Linked DNA regions of Mus musculus: region 1 is linked to region 2. A link is a contact called in public HiChIP or PLAC-seq data. All regions are on one chromosome and are shown on one strand. The core of a region is the stretch at or near the end of the contact, and the rest is flanking DNA. Distances in the headings are between cores, read along the strand shown. Region 1 has its middle 28 kb from the start of Mir3105. Region 2 overlaps Kcnq1 (potassium voltage-gated channel, subfamily Q, member 1).

Evidence for each region. HiChIP or PLAC-seq counts read pairs in DNA pulled down with a chosen protein or histone mark.
Region 1: a contact with region 2 is called in a FOXA1 HiChIP or PLAC-seq map of pancreatic cancer cells. The contact joins two enhancer-like sites. A contact is called at or near these places in 1 of 484 Hi-C or Micro-C datasets (embryonic stem cells) and 1 of 115 datasets of contacts at active chromatin or transcription factors (pancreatic cancer cells).

What each region holds. Positions count from the first base shown.
Region 1 is chr7:144,034,871-144,040,234 of GRCm38.p6, forward strand. It overlaps a transcript of Shank2 not described here. Among named protein-coding and RNA genes, the nearest start is that of Mir3105, 28 kb to the left of the region's middle. Within about 2 kb of position 3,286, at least 72 of the 459 cell types and tissues checked have an H3K27ac peak or open chromatin away from gene starts, as enhancers often do. A contact at or near this core is called in pancreatic cancer cells, where this site is marked.
Region 2 is chr7:143,178,441-143,184,160 of GRCm38.p6, forward strand. Kcnq1 (potassium voltage-gated channel, subfamily Q, member 1) reads left to right here. Exons shown (of 16, transcript NM_008434.2): 3 at 4,290-4,416; 4 at 4,657-4,735; 5 at 5,187-5,283. Among named protein-coding and RNA genes, the nearest start is that of Gm28821, 41 kb to the left of the region's middle. Within about 2 kb of position 2,536, at least 62 of the 459 cell types and tissues checked have an H3K27ac peak or open chromatin away from gene starts, as enhancers often do. A contact at or near this core is called in pancreatic cancer cells, where this site is marked.

The DNA.
Region 1 (5,364 bases), core at 2,036-4,535, 860 kb after region 2:
TGTCCTAGAACTTGCTGTGTAAATCAAACTGGCCTCGGATTCAGATCCACCTGCTTCAGCCTCCTGAGTGCTGGGATTAAAGGCGCGCGCCACCACAATCCTGTATGTTTTATGTGATGCTGTGAGCAGAACCCAGGCATGTGCTGGTCCCTAGCTCCTAGTGTGTGTGTGTGTGTGTGTGTGTGTGTGTGTGTGTGTGTGTGTGTGTGTGTGAGAGAGAGAGAGAGAGAGAGAGAGAGAGAGAGAGAGAGAGAGAGAGAGAGAGCAGGAGTGAGTACATGCTGAGGCAGGTGCCTGCGGAGGTCAGAAGAGGGCAACCTTGGAGCTGGACTTGCATGCAGTTGTAAACTGTCTGACTTGGGAGCTGGGAACTGAATTCAGGTTTTCTGCAAGAACAGTACAATCTCTCTAGCCCTGAAAGGGGTTATTGTTGGTTCTTCCTGGAAGTGTGGCCTGAGAGTTTGTCTTTTGTTCTTGCTAGGTAGTTTCCTGGTATTCTGTGGCATTTCCCATGTTGCTCTCCTGGCTCCTGTCTATCAGGGGAACCAGCTAGTGTCACTCTGGGAGTTTCTGCTCCGTGTCTGCATCTCAGTCCCTCTCTGTTGAGTTCTCCAGTGTCTTTGTATTAGGCATTTGGCTGGAGCTGTTTGTCCCCAGGATTCTGATCTGGAGTACGATCTGTTTTCATAGCTTCGTACTCTCTGCTTCTGACAAGTATTCTCTGGAGCTGTTGTTTGGGATATGTTCTGATGTCTGATTATTTCCCTCCTGAGTATAATGTTTCTTAAGACAGTCCTTCCTCTGTGGGGCCAGTTTGAGAAGTTAGATATATCAGTCTGCCAGCCTGCCTGCCTGTCTGTCTGGTGTGTGTGTGTGTGTGTGTGTGTGTGTGAATCTTTCTAGAGGGCTGGGCAGCTATCTCTTTATCTTTTTTCTTCCAAACGTTATCTTAAGTGCTTTTCCTTGGGAAGTCCCCTGAACAGAGACTAAGTGTCTTCATCACCGATGGACCCCCTCTGCCCCCATCACTCAGTGGAGAGCACCGCCTAAAGGGTCTCCCAAGAGCTGGTTCCATAACCTTATCTCTCACCCAAGGAGGGGGAGAGAGCGGCAATGAGATGGAAGAGGCACTCCTCCTACCACAGCCTTCTGTATCTCACAGATCATTGGATCGGGTCGGTTCTGACCGTGTGTAATGCCTTGGGGATTTTCTAGGCTGGCTTTTGTATTTTACAACATTTAGTTTGACTTACTTGATTCCCCGAGACTGTCTCCCTCAGTGTTGGTCTCCAAAGTAGAGAGCCCATGCCCCATCATCCATTTGAGCTATCTTTCTGTTACAGTGTTTTATCTGGTAAATCTTTATTTCCCAGAACTGCCTATTGACGTAGGTGCACATGCTACAGACTGTAAGAGCACTCTAGGGTGGCAGACCTAGAACCTGAACATCAAAGCTGGGAGGGCAGAGGGAGTGGTGAGGGTTTCGCTGCCGGGAGCAGGTACAGACCATAGTACACTTCTTCTCTGCTGGAGTCTATCCCCAGGATGGGTGGGACTCACTGCACTCAGGCAGGATGCAGCCTTGCCTCAAGCTGATCCTGACTCAACACATCCCTGTGGGTGTGTCCCATGCAGGAGGAATCCCAGTGTGACATAATTATACCAAAAGGTGTTAAATGGTTTCCTGAATGTTGACCTCATGACAGACACCATATTAAGGTCTTGAATGTGTTCTGTAGAGTCCTTGTAACATCCTTGACCTTGGTAGTGGGTCTGAGCATCTTTGTTGAAGGCTAACACACCTATGGAGAGGACCAGAATCTTAGGTGTTCAAATAGAACCTTGGTGATGTACAGCTGGGAGGAGACAGAACCATACAGCAGCCTGGTCACCAGGGAGGCTCAGCATGTGCTGAAGGTTTTAGTAAGGCTCTTTGATAACACATGAAGTGCGTTTGCTTGTGACATTTTCGTACATACATGCAATTAAACTTTGTTCTTGTTCATCTTCTTCCCCACTGTCCTTCCCTGCCCCCTCCATCTCCTACCAGTTGTTCTTCCCTGTCACCTCCATGTCCCCCTCCCTCTCTCTCCACTGTCCTACCCAGCCCCTCCCCTACACTGTTTTTCCCTGCCCCTTTCCCTCTCCCTCCACCAATACTCACTCCTTCCCTGCTCCCTCCCTTCCCCTCCCTCCCCCCTCCCCCTACCTTCTCCCCTCCCCCCTCTACCTCTCCCCACTGTCCTTCCTTGTCACCTTCCCTCCCTCCTCCACCTGCCTTCTCCCCTCCCCCCTCTACCTCCTCCCACTGACCATCCCTGCCCCTTCCTCTTCCCCCCTCTACCTCCCCTCACTCTCCTTCCCTGTCCTCACTCTACCTTCCTCTCAACTGCCCTTCCCTGTCTGTCTACCTCTTTGTTGGTCTGCTTCCTCCTCCCAAATAGCCTGTCTTCTCCTTTCTCACAGTGCCCTTCCTACTCCCCCCCCCCCCCACACCACACATTTAAATCCAGGTTGTTCATATGAGAGCAAACATGCAATATTTGTCTTTTTGAGTCTGGCTTATTTTGCTTAATAAAACAGCCTCCAGTTTCATTCATTTTCCTGCAAATGTCACGACTTTATTCCTTATGGCTATTTAAGATTCCATTGCAGGCATACACTGTATTTTCTCTATTCATGCATCAGACATCTGTGTGAGCTGCTGTGAATAGTGTAGCAGCAAACACCCCATTTTGTAGAAGGAGCATGGAGGATCAGAAGGGAGCCGGTGAGAGACAGAGCAGATGGTCTAAGGTCTGAAAACCCGCTGAGCAAAAGGCCCATGATGTGCCCACTGACTGCCAGGTACCCAGGCCTAGTTTATACATGCAACTTGTATTCAGTGTGGGAAGGTGGCTACTGAGCAGCTTGTGTGGTAAACAGTCCTGGGACCACAGTCTGGTCTTGCTGTGTGCGCGCGCGTGCGTGTGCGTGTGTGTGTGTGCGCGAGCACGCATGTGCATGCATGCCTATTGTGGGAGGTCTATTGAGTCATCCCAGCTGCCATAGTGTTCCTTAGCATCCAGGATGGGTTAGGTGACTAAGGAGGGTTCACAGGACTCTGAGAAGAAGCCTAGTGTGGTATAGCATGAGCAACCACAGAACTGACATCTGGCAAGCCCAAGCTCCATGTTCCCTGCCTGCTTTGGACAGTTCCTGGCTGGTCACCTTTACTGTGGTACAGGCCCATTTCTCCCACAGGTCCTGCATCTGCTTGTTTGCACTGGGTTACTGGGAATGCTGGGAAAGGCTGCCCTGGTCACCTAGTACTGAAGACCAGAAGGGCAATCGCACTTTGTAACCGGAAGGGCTCTCTCAGGAGTGTAATCTGTTCTGGAACTTTCTAAAGACCATTTCACTTCATTCTGTTCAAGACAAACAAAGCCACTGGAGGCAGAGACAGGCAATCCCACGGGTATGAGTTGTCAGCAACAGAGCGGACATTGTTCCCGCATGCCGTCCCTTGCGGGCTAAATCCTCTGTCTAGCTGGGGACATGACACAATTCCTGGAATCCTGCCCGGAGGAGCTGAGTGGAGCTGCCAGCCAGCTTGCCCCAGGGGCCCCCAGTGTCTACACACTGGGTGGCGGTGCCTGGAGAAGCTGTGGGGCTGTCCTTCACTGCCCCATGAGGCACAACCCTGCTGTCTTCTGCTGCCTGCTATTTCTGAGCTCACAACTCCTGTGAGCCCAGGCCAGGAAAGCCTTGGGCAGTACTGACAAGGCACCCTTGGAGCCCTGGCTGAGCAGGGGCTGGGTGGTGGTTTTAGAGGACTGGGAAGAGTTAATAAAGGGTGCCAGGAGTAAGTTGAAGCACATTTCTGCATCATTCCGAATGTGGTATACAACTGGCAGTGGCCATTCAATGTGGCCTTTTAAAAAGTGGCATGTGACCAAATCAGTACCAAGCAAAGTGGGCTCTTCTGTTATATTTTTGGAGAACAGTGAATAAGGGAGTGGGTACAGCGCTGGTTGTGGCCGAGCTGCGCAGCAGCAATGATCGAACCCACATTTATTCCCGGGAGGTGGCAGAGGAGTACTGCGGAGTGGGGGGAGGGGCTCTCTAGGGTTCCCAGCAGCAGCCCCTCAACCTCCAGTCAGGCTTGGCACCAGGAGCTCAGCCAAAGCTATCAGTCCAAGCCCCATCCCCTCCACTCCACCTCCCTGGCTCATCTCCTGGCAGCCGTTATAGGGAAACAAGGCTGGCCCCTTTTTCCTTAATTAGTACTTCCATTTATGACATAGATGTATCTTCCTATGGGTTATTTCATTTAGCAAAAAGCTTTTCATCTACCACCCTGACCCCCTTAAAGACAATTTATTGCCATTCATCCTTCCTCTCTCTGTGTTTGACTCTCTCTCCCTCTCTTGCTCATGTACCTCCCAGAAGCCACTGCTCCAGATCTGGCACTCCTAGAAGTCATTTCCTCTCCATGTCACTCTCCCTGCCTCCCGCATCAGCAACCATCCATCACCTGCGTCTGAATGGTCTACCTAATTTTCCTGGCTCAGAAGCACTCTTGACCATTACATTTGTCATTGAGATGGAACTGCATCTCCGGGCACAGGGTGGTCATCTCCCTCTTGTGCTTTTGGTCACGGGCAGGTGACTGTCCAGTTGGCCTTACATGTATGAAATGTCCTGTGTTTTTGAGTACCAGGGGAACAAAGACACTTGAACCCATGTCCCTGTCTAGTAGCTGAGAAAGGACCATAGTGACCATCCATGCTGAGAGAGTGCAGGAAGGCTGGCATGCAACGTATCACCCTGATCAGCTGTTTGAACATTGTTCTTGGCACCATGGAAGGAGAGAATGTGATATGTCTTCCACAGCTCATGGTGTCTATGTTTTTAGAAAGCAGATATGTTTTTAGAAAGCAGGTGAAGGTTTTTAGGCATGGTGACACCTTCATTCCACATCAGGAAGATTTGTTCTGGATTCTTTAATATGCACTGCCTAGAGGATGCTGGCTCCATATAGTTCACCTGCCATCTTGTTCCCAACAGCATCATCTCACTAGTCACTAAATTTTAGACTAATGATTAAGTAAGTGTCTTAGCCAAGTCACTAACAGGCCTCCAGCAGAGGGCTAGTTCTCCAGTGCCTTGCTCCCTAGTCAAAGCTCCTAGTCCCCACATCTAGCTTAGATCTCAGCTTGCAGCTAGCTCACACCTTGTAGCTCTCAGCTCACCATTCCCAGTCTCTGATTCCAGCCAGAGGCTCCTGTCTGCAGAATTCTTTTCCCTGGAATCTCAGCTCCCCACTGTGCATGTCATTATCTTATCTTCCCTCCCCAGCTCAGGGACAGCTGGCTCCTTATA
Region 2 (5,720 bases), core at 1,286-3,785:
AAGTTCACCAGGATGGGGTACCAGGACCTGCACATGGTCCAGGCTCATCTTTTGTCCTTACCCTGGACACTTCGTGTCACAGCTGGCCTGGTAAATGGCTCTTATGCCTCTAGGTCACCCTCCATCCTAGGCCATTTCCTTTTACACCTTGGTTTCTGTCCCTGATCACTCAAGACCCTGTCTCATCTATACAACCCCTACTCACAGCCATTCCCCAAACCTCTTCTGTCCTCATGTTCCCAGATGTACCCACGTATCAGTAGTCAGCCCTCCAAGAGGCAACTAGCCTCACTTGCCAGAGTCCACTCCCAAACCTGAGAGCCTGTGTGATCCTCTGCCTTGTGCCCATGTCAGTCTATTCCTCCCATGAATCCTTGGGCAGGTATTCTCCTATTCTCATGGGCTTTCCTCCCTGTGTATAGAAAGAGGCACAGGGTTCCTGCCTTGGTGGATACAGGAAAAGCTGCAGGCTCTGTGCTCGCTGTTTATCCCTGACGCAGGAGTCTCAGCCACAAAGCCCTCTGCAGCCAGGATTTAGCCTAACTCTAGTACAGGGAACAATGGTCATGGTGGGAGGGGCCACTGTGTTCTCTTGCCTTTTGTCTCAGCCCAAGCTCATTGGCCCAAGGACAGCCCTTTCTTTTATATCTCTGGGACAGAGCTCAGGGCCACACTCCATCAATGTCCCCTGGCCTTGAGTCCTTGGTTCTGGCAGCAGCATGTGGATTTCTCAGGGAGGCCCTTTAGGGAGCTGGACAATACTGGTGCATTAGGCTGGTACTTTTATTGGTGGGGGGAGCATGCTAGCTTTTTAGGTGGCTGTTACAAGGTCTGGGGGATGCTGGGATGGTCTAAATAGGCAAGGGGTTGGAAGGTGGGGGTGAGAGTACACCCCACACACTAAGCCTCTGAGGACATGGAGAACCCAGAGGATGCAATGTGTCTGGGGTCTAGGGAGGCTTTTGGGTGCACTGGGCCATGAGACCCTTTGGGTGATAGCCCATAACCTTTGACCTCAAGTGGACAGCAGGAGCAGGCATGGGGGTGAGGGAGGGGTAACAGGTATTTATGTGTTCTGTTGAGAAATTTGAGGCCTATCATTCAACACTGGGGTTGCATTTGGATTATGTCTATAAGACAGGTGAGCTTCAGGCCTGGCCCTGACTGAGCAGGGGTGACTATGCTGGAACAACAGCTGGTATCAACCCTGTGGTCTGTTATACAAGGGCTAAGCTCGCCCCACTAACCCTGCTATGGACTAGGGTGTTGTTACCTGAATTAAACTGTCCCCCACAGTGTGTCTCCTACAGACTCACACTACTGCTAAATGCTAATTCTTCACTGGAGTTCCAGTGTGACCTTTGGTCTGAGGGCTACTCCTCCTAGGTCCAGTATATGTGCAAAGCTGGTGAAAACCATTTTATCTCTGTCTAAACACTAGATATGGCTACATTCTACCTAGGACAGGGTTGTTTTCCTATGTCTCTTTCCTAGAAGCCCCTGAGCCTTACTGATTAACTCAGCCTGGCCTGCCCTGGACATAACTAGCCAGACATTTTCAGGGGATGAAGGGGCTCAAGTCCGCTGAATCCAGGCTTCACACTGTGTTCACATGCTGAATTGGAGATCTGTGTAAGGGGATCTTGCTGTTTCACATAGCCAATTCCAAAATGGGTTTCCCTCCAAGTACTAGGTCAGGGGGCACCTGTAGCCATCAGAAGCCATTGCTAAGGAGATATTTGAATAATGACAAACATCTGCAAATGAGAGAAACTCACTAGATGATCAGCCAGCTGGGTGATGTATGGCCATGAAATTGGAACAGAGGCCTTCTGCCTGGGCTAGCACTGTAACTAAATATTGGGACTTCTCATGGTCAGGCATGCTGTCTCCCATGAAGTCATATCCTGTGCTGGGGATTGGGAGTATGTTTTTCATGTTGGCCAAAGATACACACAGTACTTTGGGCAACAGCCCTACAGACCCAGATTCTCAAGAAACAAAGATGAATCAATATCCCTGCAAGCCAGCTGCTCAGAGATTGTTCATTTGCCCGTTCATTCATTCACTCATCATTCATTCATTCAACAGGCCAATATTGAGCTCTGACTGGAGTGAACGAGACTATGGCTCCTCCCTGGTATGCTCAGCCAAACTGGGCCCATCATTGCCAGCACTCTCTCGCTCTCCCACACATAGCCACCCCCCCCCCATTCCCAATGAGTTCACTTCATGGGCCAAATGCTTTTCTCACAAGGAAGGAGCTATGATCTCCCAAGCTCACTCCTTCCATCAGTCACTGCTCATGCCCAAAACACAAGCCAGGTGGTGTACTATTTTGTCTTAATTAAAAGCATTTATATATGATGTGCAGTATTCAGCCCTCACTCATGGTGGACTCTCCAGCAGCCGACAGGTGGGGGCAGGGCCAGCATGTGTCACCCTTCAAAGAGGAAGTTCCCTCCAGGGCCAGGCTCCTGAGGGAGGCCAGGCAGGGAGCCAGCTGGAAGCAGGCCTGAGCAGCACAATGCTTTGTGGCTTCTCGGGTTTGTGGCTTTGCACAGTCCCCTAACATATGTGGGAGTGGTTTCACCTCCTCACCCCAGGCCTTCCCCAAGGGCCTCATACCAAAGAAGGCTGGCTGGGAGCTGGGGAACAGGTCTGGGACAGGGCTGGAGACCTGGAGGCCACCATAGGCTGTAGTTCGCATGGAATGTATACTTATTTCAAATCCTCCCATCACCCACTTGTGGTGCGGCTACTCACATTTTCACGCCATAGCAGGACTGAGGATCAGACCTGAGCTGCCCAGGGGTGGAACAAGCAGGAAGGGGATTCTCACTCAGGGCAGCCAGTCCCTGACAATGACCCTGTGGCAAGAGCTGGGAGAGAACGGAAACTGGCAGCAGAGTATGGGTATCCCAGACCAGACCTTCTGACATCACTATGCCATAGCAAGCCAGCCAATGCCTCACCCTCCAGATACTGTGCATGTGACAGGTCTTTGGGTGTTTCATTGAAGAGGCAGATAGTGAAGGCTAGGGAAGGAGAGGCTATTCACCAATCAAAGGCAAGGCCCCAGGCTTACCTTGACTTCTCTCATGGTGATTGCCAGGCCGCCAGCGACCGTCCCTTCAGTTTGTGTCAAGGCTGTGTGAACACAAAGCAGTACAGTTGCTCTCACCCAGTGCTGTCACAGACTGGGAAGGCCCCAAGATTGCTGCTAGCTGAATTATAAATCATGGTCAGAGGCTGAGTCTGTTTTTATTGAGAGAGCTAATGGATCCACTTTGTTTTTTTTTTTTTTAACTTGGTTCTCACACCAGTCACCTGCAATTATTTATTTACCTTCCTATTCATCTACTCAACCAACCATCGACACACCCATCCATCTATCCATCCGTCCATCCATCCATCCATCCATCCATCCATCCATCCATCTGTCCATCTATCCATCTGTCCATCTCTCCACTTTCCCATCCTCCCACCTTCTCATTCATCCATCCATCTACCTATCCATCCATTCTTCCATTCATCCATCTATCCATCCACTCACATGCCTATCCATTTGTCCACTCACCCATCTCCTCTTCTATCCATCCACCTTTGTGTTGATCTGTCCATCCACTGCAGTAAGTAACCTGGATGACAGCCTGGGTTTCTCTAGCTTGTAAAGCCTCCCTTTCAGTGCACTCTGACTTCAGAGTGTATGTGGATACATTGGGAGAGGTCTGGTCTGTGTGAATTGACCTAGGAGAGTTATTTCACATCCGTTGCTGCCCGTGCCCTTGCTTGATTCCTCTACTGCCTCTGGATGGATTGGGGGGACTTTTGTACCCAAACCTCAATAGAGGCTATGGATGGTGGGTACGGTGTCTCCAGTGTGAGGCAGAGCTGTGAGCTATGCTCTAAGGGAGACAGTCCTCAAAAGACACATGTCCTTGAACCCTCATTTTCAGATATAGAACTTGAGCTCTGTTGATTCCATGAAGCTAGACAACACAAATGTCAGCACTATGTTACCAGACCAGATCATTAAACCCCAACCCTGGTGTGGAGTCTTCCCCAGCAAATAACAGCTGACACTGTCTACTCTTAGCATCCCTGGGCTCAGTGTGTTAACCTCTCTGGACAGTTGTTATAGGTACTATGAGTTACCACAGATGGATACCTGAGCCTGCTAGTCACGGTTGTGTCTCAGCAGAGGCTCCTGGCATGGTAGCTTGGTGTAGGTGCTCTAGCCTGAGTGGTCATAGCCTCTAACACAGGCTTATTGCTTTCTTTCTCAGGAGATTGTCCTTGTGGTGTTCTTTGGGACAGAATATGTGGTCCGCCTCTGGTCTGCAGGCTGCCGCAGCAAGTACGTGGGCATCTGGGGCCGGCTACGTTTTGCCCGGAAGCCCATTTCCATCATTGGTGAGTCCTGCCTACACATCCTGCAGACATTCCATTCCACACATTCATGGGTCCAGAAGGACATTCCCATTACAGTCATCCCCAGAGAATCTCCATGGATGGAGACCCCTAGATTATTCCTGTGCCCTTGGTTATTGGGTCCCATCTTGCTTTAGTGGCATAACCCTCAGGTGTGGGTGGTAGCCTACCCTCCCCAGATTCCTGGTTACCAGAAGTCATGACCCCCTGCCCCTCCCACAGACCTCATCGTGGTTGTAGCCTCTATGGTTGTCCTCTGCGTGGGTTCCAAAGGACAAGTGTTCGCCACATCAGCTATCAGGTATGTTGGCTCTTCCATTTCTTCCTGTGAGAGAAGACCCACTACAAAGCCCTTTCCTCCTAAGCTGTAGTCTCTCCCTCCCTCTACCTGTCTCTTTCATGGTGAGTGGCACAGGGGAAGGGTGGCCATAGTTCATCATATTGAAACAGTATGCAACCCTGAGTTCAAGGTTTGACCCCAGTACTTCCTAGCTTCTAAGACTTAGATGATAGCCTGACTGTGTGGTTGCCATATGGGTGACCCTGGGTTTCTGGTCTCCCCCAAAAAGGCCATATAAAAGGGCTCCTGGAGAGAGGGTTCTCAGGCACCTATAGGAAGCAAGATGGCTCCAGTACAAAGTGTCATGTACATGTCTTCTCTACCCATTGGAAGCTTGGTGGAGACAGGAACATAGGAAGCAAATGCTTGTGTCCACCACAGCCCTCTTGACCTCTCCCTTCTTGCTTCTTAGGGGTATCCGCTTCCTTCAGATCCTGCGGATGCTGCATGTCGATCGCCAGGGGGGTACCTGGAGGCTCCTGGGCTCTGTAGTCTTCATTCACCGCCAGGTGAGTAAGCCTGGTGTGGGCAGAACAGAAGCTGGCCAGCCTATAAACAGGAGGTCTGGAGACTTATGAGGTCAGGATGCAGTGATGGTGATATCTTAGTACCTGGACCCCAGCTGAGTGGACCAGGTCTAGGCAGATACCAAGACATGTGAGTCTGAGGACAGGGTCCAGGACCCCAGAGCCTTCCCAGCCTGAGCCTACCCCACATTCATGATGGCAAAATACTTGGCTTCTTAACAGTGCAGAGCTGCCGCCACCTTCACTTGGGCTTGGGACAAAAGACCATTGCATCTTGTAGAAAATGTAAGATGAACAACAGATTTATGAAGCTCTGAAATCAAACCTAGGAAATCAAGGGTGGTGCCTCAGACACTTTCCAGAGGACACTCTGTCTGAGAGGCTGCTGGGGACAGCTGGCTCTAAGTACTATCTTGTCA